2 separate regions of the Pan troglodytes genome follow, and region 2 is linked to region 1. A link is a contact called in public Hi-C data. All regions are on one chromosome and are shown on one strand. The core of a region is the stretch at or near the end of the contact, and the rest is flanking DNA. Distances in the headings are between cores, read along the strand shown.

Region 1 (7,474 bases), core at 2,523-5,022:
TTGCTTTTGCTTTATAACAATCTTAGGATATAACTCGCTATACAGTTTACCCATGTAAAGTGCAGAAGTCAGTGGTTTTTATTATACTCACAGAGTAGTGCAACCAACACCACAATACATTTTGGAACAATTCATCAACCAAAAAAAAAAAAAAATAGCAGACACTCCTATTACTAGCCACCCATCATTTCCCCTCAAACCCCCCAGCCCCCAGCAACCACTAATCTACTTTCTGTCTCTACAGATTTCCCTATTCCAGACATTTCATATAAATAGGATCATATAATACGTGACTTTCTGTGTCTGGCTTCTTTCACTTAGCGTAATGTTTTCAAGATTCCTGCACGTTCATCCCGGTGTCAGTACTTCATTCCTTTTTACTCTCAAATAATGTTTCATTGTATGAATATACCACATTTTACTTATCCATTGATCAGCTGGTGGACATTTGGATACTTGGACTTTTGGGCCATTTTTAATAATGTTGCTGTGAACATGGGCGTACAAGTGTTTGTACGGACAGATGTTTCATTTCTCTTGGGTAAATAGGAGCAGAATTACTAGATCGTATGGCAGTCTATGTGAAGCCATTTGAGCACCTGCCAGACTGTCTTCCAAAGCTGCTGCAGCATTTTTTACAGTCCCACCAGCTGTGGATGAGGGTTCCAGTTTCCCCCCATCCTCACCAACATTTTTGACTGTCTGACTCTTTTATTCTGGCCATCCTCGTGGGAATGAAGTGGTACTTTATCGTGGCTTTAATTTGCATTTCCCTGATGTCTAATGACGTTTCCTGTGTCTTCATGTGCTTAGTAACTATTTGTTTATCTTCTTTGGAGAAAGGTCCATTGACATCCTCTGCCTATTTGTCTTTTTATTGCTGACTTGTAAGAATCCTTTACATATTATAGTTACAGGTCCCTTATCGGATATATGATTTGCAAATACTTTCTGCCATTCCATGGCTTATCTTTTTCCTTTTCTTCACGGTATCTTTTAAAGCAGTGGTCTCCAACCTTTTTGGTGCCAGGGACTGGTTTTGTGGAAAACAATTTTTCCACAGACAAGGGTGGAAGGATGATGGTTTTGGAGGCATTAGATTCTCATAAGGAGTGCACAGCCTGGATGCCTTGCATGCATAGTTCACAATAGGGTTCATGCTCCTATGAGAATCTGATGCCGCTGCTGATCTGACAGAAGGTGGAGCTCAGGCGGTAATGCTCACTGTCCTGCCACTCACCTCCTGCTGTGAGGCCCGGTTCCTAACAGGCCACAAACTGGTCCACAGCCCAGGGGTTGGGGCCCCTGTTTTAAGGCACAAAAGTTTATTTGTTTTGAAATCCAGTTTATCTATTGCTCCTTTGGTTGCTTATGCTTTCGGTGTCATATTAACACACTACTGCCTAATACCAAGATCATGAAGATTTACACCTATGTTTTCTTCTAAGAGTTTGATAGTTTTAAGTCTTACATGTAAGTCTGATCCACCTGGAGTTAATTTCTACATATGGTGTGAGGCAGGGGTCCACTTTCATTCTTTTGCATGTGGATATCTAGCTGTGCCAGCACCATGTGTTGAAAAGACTGTTTTTCCCCATGGAATGGTCTTGGCACCCTTGTTAGAACAGACAGGTTTTAAAAACCTTGTTGATTGCAGGACAGCAGCCTCCATGACAGGTGCTTGGTAACTCAGGTGCCCATAGATGGCACTGGGAGGCCTTGCAGGGGTCTCTATCGTGCTGTCTCTGCCCTTCATTGTCCTGTGCACTTTGGGGTGAGAACATGAGGGGGTTCTGTGCCAGGGGACCCTCGGGAGAGCAGCTGGTTAGAGGGGCTTTGTCAGCTCTTCCTTTATGCGGCCATACCTTTCTGCCACACTGAGCCTGGAGTGCACCAGCAGGTGACCTGCCACATGGCCATGTGCCTCCTTGCTCCCTGCTGTCCTCCTCCAGCCAGCCAGTCGTAGCTACAATGACCGTACATCCCACATGATCCAGACAGTCTCAGTGTATGCCTGTTCTTCCTGCAAGTTAGCCGGTCTCTCCCTCTCTTAAAATATCTTGGTTTGGATAATAAATGATACATTCATCCTGGTCCTGGAGCAAGGACTGGGGTGAGAATGTCCATGGGGTTCAAACCAGTACCCTGAATCCAAGGCCAGCCTTCGTGGCCTCTGGTAGCTTTGAGAGGGAGAACAGAACTTTCTCAAAGCCTCAGCAGATGTGGCTTGGATCCCACAGATCCGTCCTGAGCACATTGTTGGCAGGACACATAGTCTCTGAGCACCCCGCTGCTAGCTCCTGCCGCCGAGAGTCTTTCCTGTAAGCATGTGAGATTAGTGGCAAGGGGAAGCTTACCGGTGTCTTGGCAGGGGCAGCCGGTGCCACTTCAGAATGGCTCAGGAGGGCTGGACGTAGCTGTTTCTCCACACACTGCCTGCATGTGCCCACCCGTCACGCAAGCAGTCAGCTTGGTGTATTCATACCCACCTTGGGCTCACCAAGGCCACAGGGAGAAGCCATGTGACATGGAGCTCCTTGTCACTCTACTGTCACTAAATGAAGAACAAAACACCTCTGGAGGAGGCCACAGGCAGAAGGGAAAGGCACTTAACTCTACACATGGGAATCAGGTTATATACACATTTAACCAATGCAAATCCACTTCTACGACTTGGGGGTGGAGGGAAGTCCAGCAAAACGAGAGATAACTCATTGAATTAGTGTCAGTGGGCACCCTCTGTGAGGAGGGATGAGAATGTGCAGCTCCCCCAGTGGACATCAGCTCCTGCAGACCCTGTGTGAATGTCTCGCCATCTGGGTGAGGTCTGAAGCTTTTGTGCAGCTTAGTCTTGAAATGCAAACTGAAGCATCACTTTGACTAAATGCAGATGTTGCTGTGTGCTGTGAGTCTCTGTGTAACTGTCACACAGGGGAGAGTGTAGCCAAACCCACCTTTGGAAAGGGAGTGGGAGAGGGCTTCCTGGAGGAGGTGGCCAGGAGGCTGTGTTGAAAGGGGCATTGGGACTTTGCTGGGTGGAGGAAAAGGAAAGCTGCTTCCAGGCAGCAAAAATTTTGTAAAGCAACATACTGAGGCAACGGGAGCATGACAGCCAGGTTTGGGGAATCAGTCAAGGCTGGGTTATGAAGGCTTCAATTGCCTTGGTAAGGAGTGTAAATTTTAGCCTTTAGTTAGTGATCCCCAAATCAGTGTCCCTGGAGCACCTGACTCATGAGATGTCCCTGCGGAAAGGGTTCCACAGTCACAGAAGTTTGGGAAATCTTATCGTATAATCCCCTCCAATCTCCACCTTAGAGAGTTGCAAGGGATGTTAGCATACCAAAGGCCCTGAGAAGTCCTGCAGTAAACTCCCTTTTGACTGGCTACTCAGGGCTTTGTGTTCTGAGGAAATAGGCAATAGGGAGCCACTGCAGGTTTCAGTGCAAGGGAGTGACAGCATCGGATGCCAGTGATGGGAGACAGGATGGCTGGGCTGGGCTGGAGGCAGGGAGACCACTCGGTGGCCTGGTCACTGGATAAGTCAGAAGGCCCATCTCCACCGCTCCTGGATGTCTGGGAAGGGCCCAGCAAAATCACCAGGGGAGGAAGTTGATGACAGGCAGTGGGAGAGACAAGCAAGAAGACGGCCACTGATGCTGCAACCCAGAGCCTCCTTCCTCTCCCGGCTGGGATCCCCTGGGCTGCTTCCAGGACTTGGGAGGAGCCGCTGAAGAACCAGCATTGCTTAAGTAAATGTAAGTCACTTGCTTAAGTAAGTGTAAGCCACCTCCTGAGCTGCCCCCTGCAGGTTCCAGGGATACCTGCTTCCAACAGGCACATCTGGCCTTTCTTCACCTTTGAGAAGAGGGAACGTAAGATTAAATCCAACTCATCCCCACGCCACCCCAGCCCTAAATTCTTCAGCAGAGTGGAGAACTGGCTCTGCTGTGGGATTATCAGGACTAGCGCTAAAAGCAGGTCTTGCATCTCTGACAGACCTGCTTGCTGGAGGGAGACTTACATTTCAGGAGTCTCTGAAAAATTATCTGTTAAAGGCATTTCAGGGCAGGGAGCTTCTGAGACTCTGAGGCTGGGAACTTTACATCCAGCAATAACGGAAGGGCTCTGGCAGGCGAGCCTACTGGGAGAATCACACCGTGGGGAGCGTGCGCTGGGTGGACGTGCCCTGAGGAGCAGTGTCGGTGGGCGGTGGCCATGGTGGCGGGGGGCTTTCTGCATCAATCTCCTCCCACTTGCCCATTTCTGTCCTTCACTGGCAGTTCTTGTCAGTGCCACCACAGCTGCCACGTCTCGGGAGGAGGCCTTGCAGGCAGGTTGCTTTTGGCTCCTTGTTTTCTCCTTGGGCCCTCTTCCTTCCTGAGTATAAAAGCCGGGGACAGAGGAGTGGGAAACTCCGCAGGCACAGCGTGGGGGGAAAATGGCCCACACTGTCCGTAGGGAGGACTCAGACCCACTGCCTCATTCAGTCGTTCGTTCATTCATTAGCTCAGCGTGTATTTACTGAGTGTGTTCTTTGACCTTATCTTTGTATTCATATTGGGGATAAAAGGAAAATGGTCATGAGCCTCTAGAAGTTATTGGTCCAGGAGGGGAGGCTCAGGCAAACCCCAAATACAGTCGGCTGTGAGGGCAGCCCCTGGAGCAGTGTGCAGAGCATGCCCAGATGCAGCAGGCAGTTCCCGACCCCGCCGGGAGAGCTCACGGGCAGGGGTGCTGTGAGCTGCAGGAGGGCAGCAGGAACATGTCCGGTGGGTGGGTTTCGGGAGGAGTGCTCCTGTGGAGGGACCCACCTGGGCAAACGCACTGAGGCTTGACCCAGCAGTGTCTTAGAGACTTGTGAGCGGGTCAGTTTGACCAGGGCTGGACATTTGAAGGGCATGTGGAAGGAGACGAGGAAGAGAAGTGGGGAGTCTGGGCCCAGGCATAGGGGGTGATCACCAGGCTACAGAACGTGGCTTTCCTCGGTGAGGCTGTGTGTGGGGGCCATTGAAGACTCGGGCAGGGTTGCTGTGAGCTGTCAGCACCAGGATGGGTAAAATGAAAGAGAAAAGAGGGTGTTGTTAGTTCCAGACGGGGTGATGAGAAGCTGCCGTGGGAGAGAAATAAGGTGGGGGTGCAGAGTGCCAGGAAGTCGGACAGCAGGAAGCCTGGAGCGAGAGACAAAACCTGGAGCTGAAGTCCAGAGGCAAAGCCGAGGTCAGCCTGTGGGTATTTATTGCACCCATCCTAATAGTGCAATATTGGAAGCCACTCAAATGTCTGATGATACCGGGCAATGGCCGAGGAAGTTACCAGGCATCCGATCAGTGGCACAGCATAGAGCCAGTGAGCATCAGGGCAAAAGAAGGTCGCCTCCCCACGGCCATAGGAGTGTGCGTCCTGTTCTCTCCCAGGCTCTTGCTCCCCAGGAACCGAGGTTCAGTCCTTTCTGCTCCTGGAGCCCGTGGTGTCTGCTCAGACTCCTGACGGGGCAGGGGTAGGCAGTGGGGACCCTTCTGCGCTGTTAACGCTTCCCTCCCACCGGGTCTCAGCTGTGGGGGCGGGGGAGTTCACGGAGGAAAACAGACCCCTACTTTTTCAAACACTCACCCACCCCTGACCCCCTCTGGTGACACAGACTCACATCCTCATCTCAACAGGCTGAAGCAAATGGCCAAAAATGGAAATATGTGTGCTAGGTTGGTGGGATTGTGAGTGAGTCTTATTCCTAATATTTCCTGAAATAGTATATTGTGTTTTTTTTCTGGAGACGGAGTCTCGCTCTCTCCGCCAAGCTGGAGTGCAGCGGTGCAATCTCAGCTCACTGCAACCTCCGCTTCCTGGGTTCAAGCGATTCTCCTGCCTCAGCCTCCCAAGCAGCTGGGACTACAGGCGCGTGCTTCCATGCCTGGCTAATTTTTTGTATTTTAGTCGATACGGGCTTTCACCGTGTTGCCCAGGCTGGTCTCAAACTCATGAGCTCAGACAATCCACCCGCCTTAGCCTCCCAAAATGCTAGGATTACAGGTGTGAGCCACGGCGCCTGGCCTATGTTGTATTTTTAATAATAATATTGGAAAAACATACCCACATACACGAAGCCCGGGTTGGATACAAGCATTGTATTATAGCCTGCGATGCAAGCTTTCATTTCTCCAGCTGCCTATTAATGCTGCTGTGGATCTGCAAATCCTATGCACTCTGCCTTCTTCTGCTTTGATACTAGATGGTTAGGACACATGGATTTTCATTTCCCGAGAAATGTCAGCTGTATTATGACTGTAGGGAAAATCAGTGAAATATTGTATGAAATCCCAGACTAAAACAGGTTGAATACATCTTTTGAAAATCCTGGCAGCCGACACGGGAACTTTCTGATCCCAGAGGTCCTGGTTTTATTATCAGATGCCTTTGAAGGTGGGTGAGCTTAGCTCTGGCCTCTGTGGAGCATCCTCTTTGGATTGGGTGTTTCCTACATCCATTTGCTCTGTGAACCCAGGTGTGAGTCAACATCAAGCCACGATGTGTGGCAGATGATGCGCTTAACGTCCTCAGACAGCCAGTCGCCAGTCTGTGGGAAGCTTCGGGGGAAGGGCATGAGAGTAACTTCCTAACGTGCACACGGCCAGGGTCACAGGGAGAGCAGGGCCACCCCGACTTGGTGCCCATCACCCTCCTGGAGGAGACCGGCCAGGCTCCAGGGGCTCCAAGAGTCTGGAGCCTGGCTGCACTCACGTCCTAAGAGGAATAAGGGGCAAAGAAACTGAGTCAGGCACCAGCACAAACATTTCCATTTTTGGCCATTTGCTTCCAGCCTACTGACATGAAGACGTGTGAGCCTGTGGGGGTGGTGTTTGATAGAGCGGGGGTGTTTCCCTCTGTGAATTCCCCGCGTCCACAGCTCACTGAGACCTGGCGGGAGGGAAGCATTAGCAGCTCAGAGGGGTCCCCGCAACCCACCCTGCCAGAGCGGAAGGCCCAGTCAGGAGAAGAGTCTGAGAGGCTCCAGGAGCAGAAAGGACTGAGCCCCAGTTCCTGGGGAGTGAGAGCCCAGGAGACAGCGAGTCCCACACTCCTATAGCTGTGGGTGATAACCCCACCCCAGTGCTTGTTCCCCAGCTGTGACAACATGAGTCCAGCCACCAGGGGCTGCCACAGAAGACTACCCCGTCAGGACCTGCTCAGGCTCTAGGGACAGAGCCCCCGGCGTGGAGTGGGCTGGACAGCCCAGTGTGGTGGCTTGGATGGGGCAGGCAGGGAGGCTGGGCACAGAGAAGGAGCAGGAGCCTCGCCACCCATTTGACCTCTCACCGCGCTCTTCCTCCTTGCAGGCTCTTTCCCGCTTTTCTGTTACGGACTTTTTAATGCTTTAGGAAAAGGCACAGCTATTTCCCTCAGGGGGACTCCAAGCCCCAGGCTGTTCTGGGCCGTCCCCCAGTGGTGCAAGGGTCGTGGTGGCTGTTATATGTGCACC
Region 2 (7,474 bases), core at 2,911-5,410, 200 kb before region 1:
TAGGAAGAACTATGCCTGGCTTAGTGAGCTGTGAGGGTTTGTGTTTGCCAGTTATTAGAGTCTAATCCTTTTGGGTTATTCCGTCCTGGCCTCTGGTAGTTTCCTCATACAGGGATGCTGATGAGTTCTCAGGTGAAGGCTTCAGGGGAACCAGCTGCAGATCTCTAATTCTCTGTGCAGCTCTCCCCTCTCCTGTCCTCTCCTCTGCAAATTCTAACTGCTTTGGCCTCCCTGGACTCAGCTTTCTCTCTTCACCTTCCGCTGGCTCTACCTGCACTGTGTCCTGGAAAATCTCTCCAGAGTAGGAACCCAGGGCAGTCCTTGGGTTCACTTTGTTTCCTGTCTCCAAAGGATCACTGGCTTTTAATGCCTGATGTCTGGTGTCTCGAAAACTGCTGTTTTTATACAGTTTTTTTTTTTTTTTTTTGGCTTTTTAGTTGTTTTAAATAGTCAGATAGTAAATCTGGTCCATGTCAATATCTCTGTTTTAAAAACAAAAAGGTGGCCAGGCATGGTGGCTCACCCCTGTAATCCCAGCATTTGGGAGGCCGAGGCAGAAGGATTGCTCGACCCCAGGAGTTCAAGAGCAGCCTGGGCAATATAGCGAGACCCCCACCTCTAAAAAAAAATAATAATAAATAAATAAATAAAAAGTGAGGGTCTATAGCTTGTTTCAGTTTATACTGTGAGATATTAGTGAAGCCAGAACTAGAATCTGGGCATTGAATCAAAACCTGGTGCCTTTTTTAACATTGCCTTCTTAAAAAAATTTTTTTAAATAACATTACCTTATTAAAAAAAAAAAAAAACGCAACACCCTTTGCTATCCCTTTAAACCTTGTGGCTTAATTTAAACAATTTTCTGCTGAAAATTTTTATAAACTGGATTACATATCCATGCCTTCTTGAACAGCAGTTTGAACATATTTGAACCTTTTCATTATTAACATTCCTTCTTCAGTGGTTGTCCACCCTATCTGACCCAAATAATCCCTATTTTATAAAATAGTTTGATATGCTCCCTTTATCTCCAAGAGTCTGAGCGTTTGTAGATCATCAGGTCAGGCTTGCTACACATTTTTGTTCCAGTTGTAATTGGGCAAAGGCGTTATCATGAGGTGCCTGGCCTATTCTTTCCTGCACCCTGTATGGAAGCAGCCCTACCTCTTCCTCCTCATTAGGGTCAATTGCCTCTGCCAAATGGTGCCGTCTTGATTTCAGGTCCCTATATACAGAGTTCAGAGTGCCCTGGGTGGCAGCAATAGCTTATAGTTTAATGGAACCCCTACTGTGTCCCCTGGCAAGAATGTAACCCCTTTGAGAACTAGGACCTCCAACTCTCTAACAGGAAGCATAACATCCCCCATGGGGTCATGGGGAGGGATGGCTAGTGCTTCTACCCGTGGGTTCATGGACCCACGTATTCTTACTGGGAGCACAGCATCATACAGAGGTTCCTGATTTAACACACACACTACATCCTGAGAGATGGCACTAAATCCTTCAGGGAGTGGCCTCTGCGCTGGTGCTTCATCTGTGCCTTCAGAAGGCAGTTCCAGTATTCTGTGAGGCTGGTTGCTCCTGACCAGTGCAGGATGCAACACAACCAGTGGATTCCTTGGTCCATGGGTTCAGCCCCAGACCTTTACTGTAAAATGGGTACCCTGGTTGGGTGTGGTGGTGTGTGAGATCCTGTACCTGTGGGTTGGGCATTCTGTAGGGATAGCAATGCTGGCTGAGGCTCTGCAGGCAGGAAAGACAAGCCCACAGCTGGTGCTGTCCCTGTGAGGGGCAAACCACTGGTCCTTGCAGGAAGGAGGGAATCCAAAGTAGCTGTTTTGCCACCACGTGGCCAGTTAGTCTGCCTGAGGAGTACCTTGTTTAGTCTATTGCTGACAGGTTAGCCATTCATAGGCAGCAGCAGCGGGATTGGTGTAAGTGCTGTCTACCTGTTAGGTGATGCTACACACGATAGGTTAGTGGATATTCTTTTATTCCCCCTCAAGATCTGCCCTTCTTCCTTCTGCCTCTGCTCTCTGCCCTCTAGGAGGCTGGCCTCTGCCCTGGAGGTTTGGTCGTTGAAAGGCCCCAGTAGATCAGAGAGCAGGAGAGAGCAGTTGAGTATTTATTCTGTGAGCTCCCTCCCTTTCAAGCCATGGCTTTGCAGAGGCTGTTCCCCTTAACCAAGGGCCACAGGTGCTGTGGAGCAGCCCTCTTCTATAGCTCTGAGTTCCCCAGGGTTCCCAGTTAGGGATGGTAATGGCCTCCCACTGTCAATACCCGCAGAGTGCTGCTTCGGCCTCCCCTGCTGGCCCCTCTGATCTCCACTTTGTGAATTGGCTCTACATTCAGGCTGTCTTGAGTCACCCTCTCTGAGGATGCCATCTATTCTTCCAGGACCCTAATGGACACAAGTAAGTCATTTTCTTTTTTGCCTTTTAGAATGAGTTGTAGACAGTATTTCCATCTTAATTCAGCCACCCCAATTCCCTGATGAATCTTGTGGGCCACCTTAAATGGGGCAGTCTGGGAAGGTCTTTTAGAAGCAGTGAGGTTGAGAACCTTGACCTGGAGGATGAGGAGGGGCTTGCCGTTTAACGATCTGAGAGCAGGAATGCAGGTAGTGAGGTGGTAGGCAAGGGCAGAGGCCCAGGGGCCAGTGAGCTTGGCTTTTTCAATACACAGAAGCTTCAGGAACATGGCAAACAATACATGCAGTAACATTAACATAGGTAGGTGGTGTGCAGTTTATGTGCCTGTAAGAAATGTAGTGCTGACTTGTAAGAGGGTGTTGGCCTCTTTTCAGAATGAGGCCAACTTTTCATTCTATTGGGCATACACCAGACCTTAGCACAGAGCCAAGTCTATCAACCATAACCCCCGGCCATCTCAGGGGTTCCCCTCTGAATTAAGGGAAGGAGACGGAACATGTTAGCCAGAGGCGCTCAACAGTTCTAAAAGGTGAGTATCCACAGAAATGAGATAACCAGAAGATATCCAGATAGTGAGAGGGAAGATGGATATAACGTTATTTTTCTTAAAAAGAAAATGGTTGGGGGGTTACTCAAATCACAAAGATCTGAACGGCTGGTTTGTTGTTTCATTTAGGTATTACAGGAGTTAGCGAAAGAGTTACCTGGGACCCATTTAGGACATGAATATGCCTGGTAGGAATCTGAACCCAGCCTGACTTCCAGCAGTTCTTCCCTTTCCTGCCAAGACTCGTTAGTGCCACTCATTCTGTTCTCTGGACCCAGGCTGTACGCCACAGCCTTCTTGCCTCAGCCCTGTGATTTAAATTTGCAGCAGAATCGCAGTACAGGTTAAGTGTGGTGCATACTAGATCATAATTTTTGGCCAAGTTGGGCGTCTGATACAGAATTAAGTCATCAGTTGAACAAGACTTGAAGTTCATTTTCTGAATCTTTCCCATTCGTTATAGTCTCAGTTTTCTCAAAAGCCCTCTCCAGGCCAGAAACAGTCTTACCATTTTTGTTTCCCGCACCGAAGTCCGGCAGCTAAGAACTCGTGAGAAGATTCTAAGAGGCGTATTTCCGTTTGGCGCAATCTCGACCCTGCCTCTCTCAATGTGAGTGCGCAGAGGTCGCTTTCCGCCACGAAGCGGCGCTAATCCACCACCTAGGACAGACCCACTAAGTTTTTTGCAGGATTTGAAGTTTTGAACTTTTACAAGTGTCAGAAAGGTAATTCACAAGTTTAGAGGAATGTGCTAAGGCACGAGTGGTGGGTGCTCCAGCCAGGGGTGGGCTGCAGAAGGGGCGCGGTGTCGCTGGGCTCCCCTCCGACCTCTGGGGTCCACAGTGCGGACTTGGGCTGGGGAAGCCTCAGAGGTGCGTGCGGGGGCGGGTGCCGGCGCCCGGGACAGGTGAGGGCAGAGGTGCGCGCTGCGCGTGGGATCAGCCTGGCGCCGACGGGTGGCTCCGAGGAGCTAGCTCCTTCCTCGCCCCCGCCCCCTCGCCGCGCGGGGCCAGCCCGGCCGCTCCTCCCCTGGGTGGGTCCCTGCTCCTTTTCTGGCAGGGTCTATTTGCATAGAGGAAACTGCCCAAAGTGGCCGCTGTGGAGGAGCTGGCTGCGGCGAAAGGGGCGTGCGCGGCGATCCGCTGCTACCCGGAGGCTAACCCCCGCGCCCGGCGGACCTCGTGCCTCGGGCTGTCCCGCCTGCTCCTCTCGCACTCAGCCTCTGCCCCAGCAGCACCGCCCCCTCGGAGAGTCCACGCGCGACGAACGCGCCATGGGCCCAGGCGAGCGCGCCGGTGGCGGCGGCGACGCGGGGAAGGGCAATGCGGCGGGCGGCGGCGGCGGAGGGCGCTCGGCGACGACGGCCGGGTCCCGGGCGGTGAGCGCGCTGTGCCTGCTGCTCTCCGTGGGCTCGGCGGCTGCCTGCCTGCTGCTGGGTGTCCAGGCGGCCGCGCTGCAGGGCCGGGTGGCGGCGCTCGAGGAGGAGCGGGAGCTGCTGCGGCGCGCGGGGCCGCCAGGCGCCCTGGACGCCTGGGCCGAGCCGCACCTGGAGCGCCTGCTGCGGGAGGTGAGCGTCTTGGCGCGTGGCTGGGGCGGACTTGGGTGTGTCGGGTTGAGGGTGGCGGTACGCTGGGAGCCGGGGGCAGCCTGCAGGTCTCTGGGAGGAGGGTCGCCCGCGGGCTGCGTGCGCTCGGGGCCGTCCCAGAGATGGGCGCGTCTGCGCCAAGGCGGAGGCTGGGGGTGCCGGCCCCAAGGGGTTTTGCGGTCTCCGCTCCGGCCTCAGGGTCCCGTGCCAGGCAGGCGGCCGCGAGAAAGGGGAAGGAGAGACCAGGGACTTTGGAGTAACAGACCTAGGGTCAGTCTCCACGGGGTGTGCGCTCGGACACGCCGCTTCCCGCCGGCGGCCAGAGTCGGGGATAAAGATGAGGCTCGTGGGAAGTATCTGGTGACTGTGACCAGTAGCACCTACTGTTCCTAACCAACGCTGGTACACCTGGAGAGGCGGTGGTCACGGCGGAGGAAAGCCTCAGACAGGCCCGAGGGCTGGGCCCCGCTGTGCTCCAGTGTGTCTCCAGCAGCTCAGGCCCCAAGACTGAGCCGTCACCGTCGCACTGAGGCCTCGGGGATGGGGGTGGGGGCGCCCACATGACTTGGTAAGATGAGGGGAAGGAGAAACAATCGGGGGTGGAGGACCTGGACTCTGGTTTCAGGCGGTGCCATCTGGGGTGTGGGCTCGCAGGACATCCGGAGTTTCCCGTCCCTTACCTGGGAATCGCGACTTCCACAGCTTACTTGAAAGCTCATATGAGGCTCTGTGACACTTCTAAGGGTTAAGATTGCTGCTGTGTGTCTTCAAAGAAAGAGCCACCTTTGGGTCCTCAAAGCCCTCACCCAGCATGTTGGTCAAAGCCTCCACCTTTTGTACGGCATGTGCGGCAGTTCCCCTCCCCACAAAACTGGACAGGCCCTGGTGGGCTGGCCAGAGCCTCCCCTGCCGAGCCTTCCTCCTCCTCCTGGGATAGATGGCTGCCCCAGACCCCAAGGTCACTGTCCAAGGGGGCATCCTCAATTGCTGTGTGAAAACAGGCAGGGTTTCAAGGTGGAGGAGAGGGAGGACTGGCCTGTACACCCCCAATTCCCTAGACTGCCCAGCTGGGATCTTTATTAACGTGTCCAGCTGTGTTTCCAATGTTGAGTTCCTTTGGACTCCAAAGGAAAGTGGGAGAAGATGACTGCGTACCACACCTCCTTGTTCACCCCACCTGTTTCTTAGTCACTTTAATTTAAGCTAGGATCACATCTCTTCTAGCTGGGTTCTGGGTAAAATTGCTGCTTCATGAAATGATTTCCTATTTTACCCTTGAAAGGGCCTGCAGACTTAAAACTCTCTCAGCCCTGCTGGAAACTCCTGGCGATGGTTTCATAATTGCCGCCCATTAGCTTTTGGCAAATCCCTGGAGACCAGGGTGTTGAATTGATTTATGGAGGGCCAGTAAAGTTTCTACCTGTTAGTGCTATAAGTGTGGCTGCTCTTTCTCATAGGAGGCCTCTCTTATTTGCTAAAAATAAACCGCAAGCCCTGATTGAGTAAATCAGAAGTCCTGATACAACCATTTTACAAGGAACTACAAATTGTGTCTATTTTAGGAGGGAGGGGCATCCTGGGCAGGCAGCCACTGCTGGGAAGTGTTGATTTTTGAGTCCTGAACTTCAGCGGGAGAGACTGTGCAGTTGCTCTCCCAGGCTTCCCCCCTCCCGGCTGCACTGGATTTTACCTGGGTGAACTATAGTGCTTGAACAATGAGTTATTGGACAGGGTGTGTGTTCTCTCTCTCTCTCTCTGTTCTTGATTAGAAAGGCAAGAGAAAAACTTAGAATCCAGGGAACCCTGTATTCTGGAGAATTTGCTGTGCCATTCACACGTGGTCCTGCTCGCTAATCCCAGCTGGGTATCTGAGGCGCATGCTGTGCGTGGAGTGTAAGCTGGCTGGGTTTTCCCGCCAGTGGAGAGTCAGAGATGGTGCAGTATGAGTGCAGTTGGGGCTGAACTTCTGGTTGTTTGGGTGGCCCCTGTGAGACAGCTTCTCTCTCTTAGGGTACCAGCCTGTTTCTGCTAGAAGCTATTCTTCTTGTAAATGTCACTGGATGGGAAATGTACACAGCCTGGCTGGTAACAATGAGTTCCTTGGCTGGGAGGAGAGCACGGTGGGAGGCACATACAGGGAGTGAGTAATTAACTCTAATTAGATGTATAGATACTTTTTCAAGCCATTAGATATGAAAGCCAAATAAATATTGAACTGAAAATCTCGGAAGAAAAGAACATTTGTACTTGAAGCTGTTTTTCAGTTCTGATTTGTTCTCAGTGAAGCCTCTTTTAAGCCAGCGCTGAAGTAGTTGTGTATGTAAGTGTGCGGGCAGCTTGTCCTACAGCAAACTCGTTTCCAGAGAACCAGAGGCAGAAACCATGTCCACATTAAAGAAAAGACATCCTTGCCAACCATACATGGCTTTAATGTCAGGGGAAAAAAAGCCAACAAAAGCCACTGTTAATATGGGACCCACTCTCTTTGTTCCCTTGGGAACAGAACTGTGAAATAACTTTTTCTGGGACTGGCTGATGTGCCCGATAATGAAGATACAGAAGCTACAAGAAAGGAATATTCATGTCAACTCATGATCATTAAAGACCCTTCCCATGGCACACAAAGGAAGAGATAAACAAGATTTCTGAGTAAGAGCCATGAACGATCGTATCTTCTTCACTATGATGTGAAAATATTCATGCAAAAAAATCTAATATTTTCCTCTTAAAGTGCTTTAAATAGGTTGCCTAAGTAATCAATCCCCCCATCTTATACCTATAGTTACAATGTTATAAAAGCTTAAAACTTTAGAATACATGGCTTTCATAATACAGTAAAAAATGTAATGCAAGGATTAAAGAAATATTTAGTTGTATTCAGAGGAGACCATGCCAGCTTACAATGGATTT

The links. A called contact is a pair of places that touch in the nucleus more often than the background predicts.
Region 2: a Hi-C map of induced pluripotent stem cells shows a contact between it and region 1, with 1.7 times the contacts expected there. The contact joins the promoter of COL23A1 here to the enhancer-like site in region 1. A contact is called at or near these places in 1 of 7 Hi-C or Micro-C datasets (induced pluripotent stem cells) and 1 of 1 other capture datasets (stem cell-derived neural stem cells).

Annotation. Positions count from the first base shown.
Region 1 is chr4:175,859,404-175,866,877 of NHGRI_mPanTro3-v2.0_pri, reverse strand. All of the region lies in intron 2 of COL23A1 (collagen type XXIII alpha 1 chain), which reads left to right. Among named protein-coding and RNA genes, the nearest start is that of PHYKPL, 160 kb to the right of the region's middle. Within about 2 kb of position 3,772, at least 1 of the 24 cell types and tissues checked has an H3K27ac peak or open chromatin away from gene starts, as enhancers often do. A contact at or near this core is called in induced pluripotent stem cells, where this site is marked.
Region 2 is chr4:176,059,298-176,066,771 of NHGRI_mPanTro3-v2.0_pri, reverse strand. It overlaps COL23A1 (collagen type XXIII alpha 1 chain), which reads left to right and starts at 4,160. Exons shown (of 29, transcript XM_024356856.3): 1 at 4,160-4,546. The coding sequence starts at 4,253.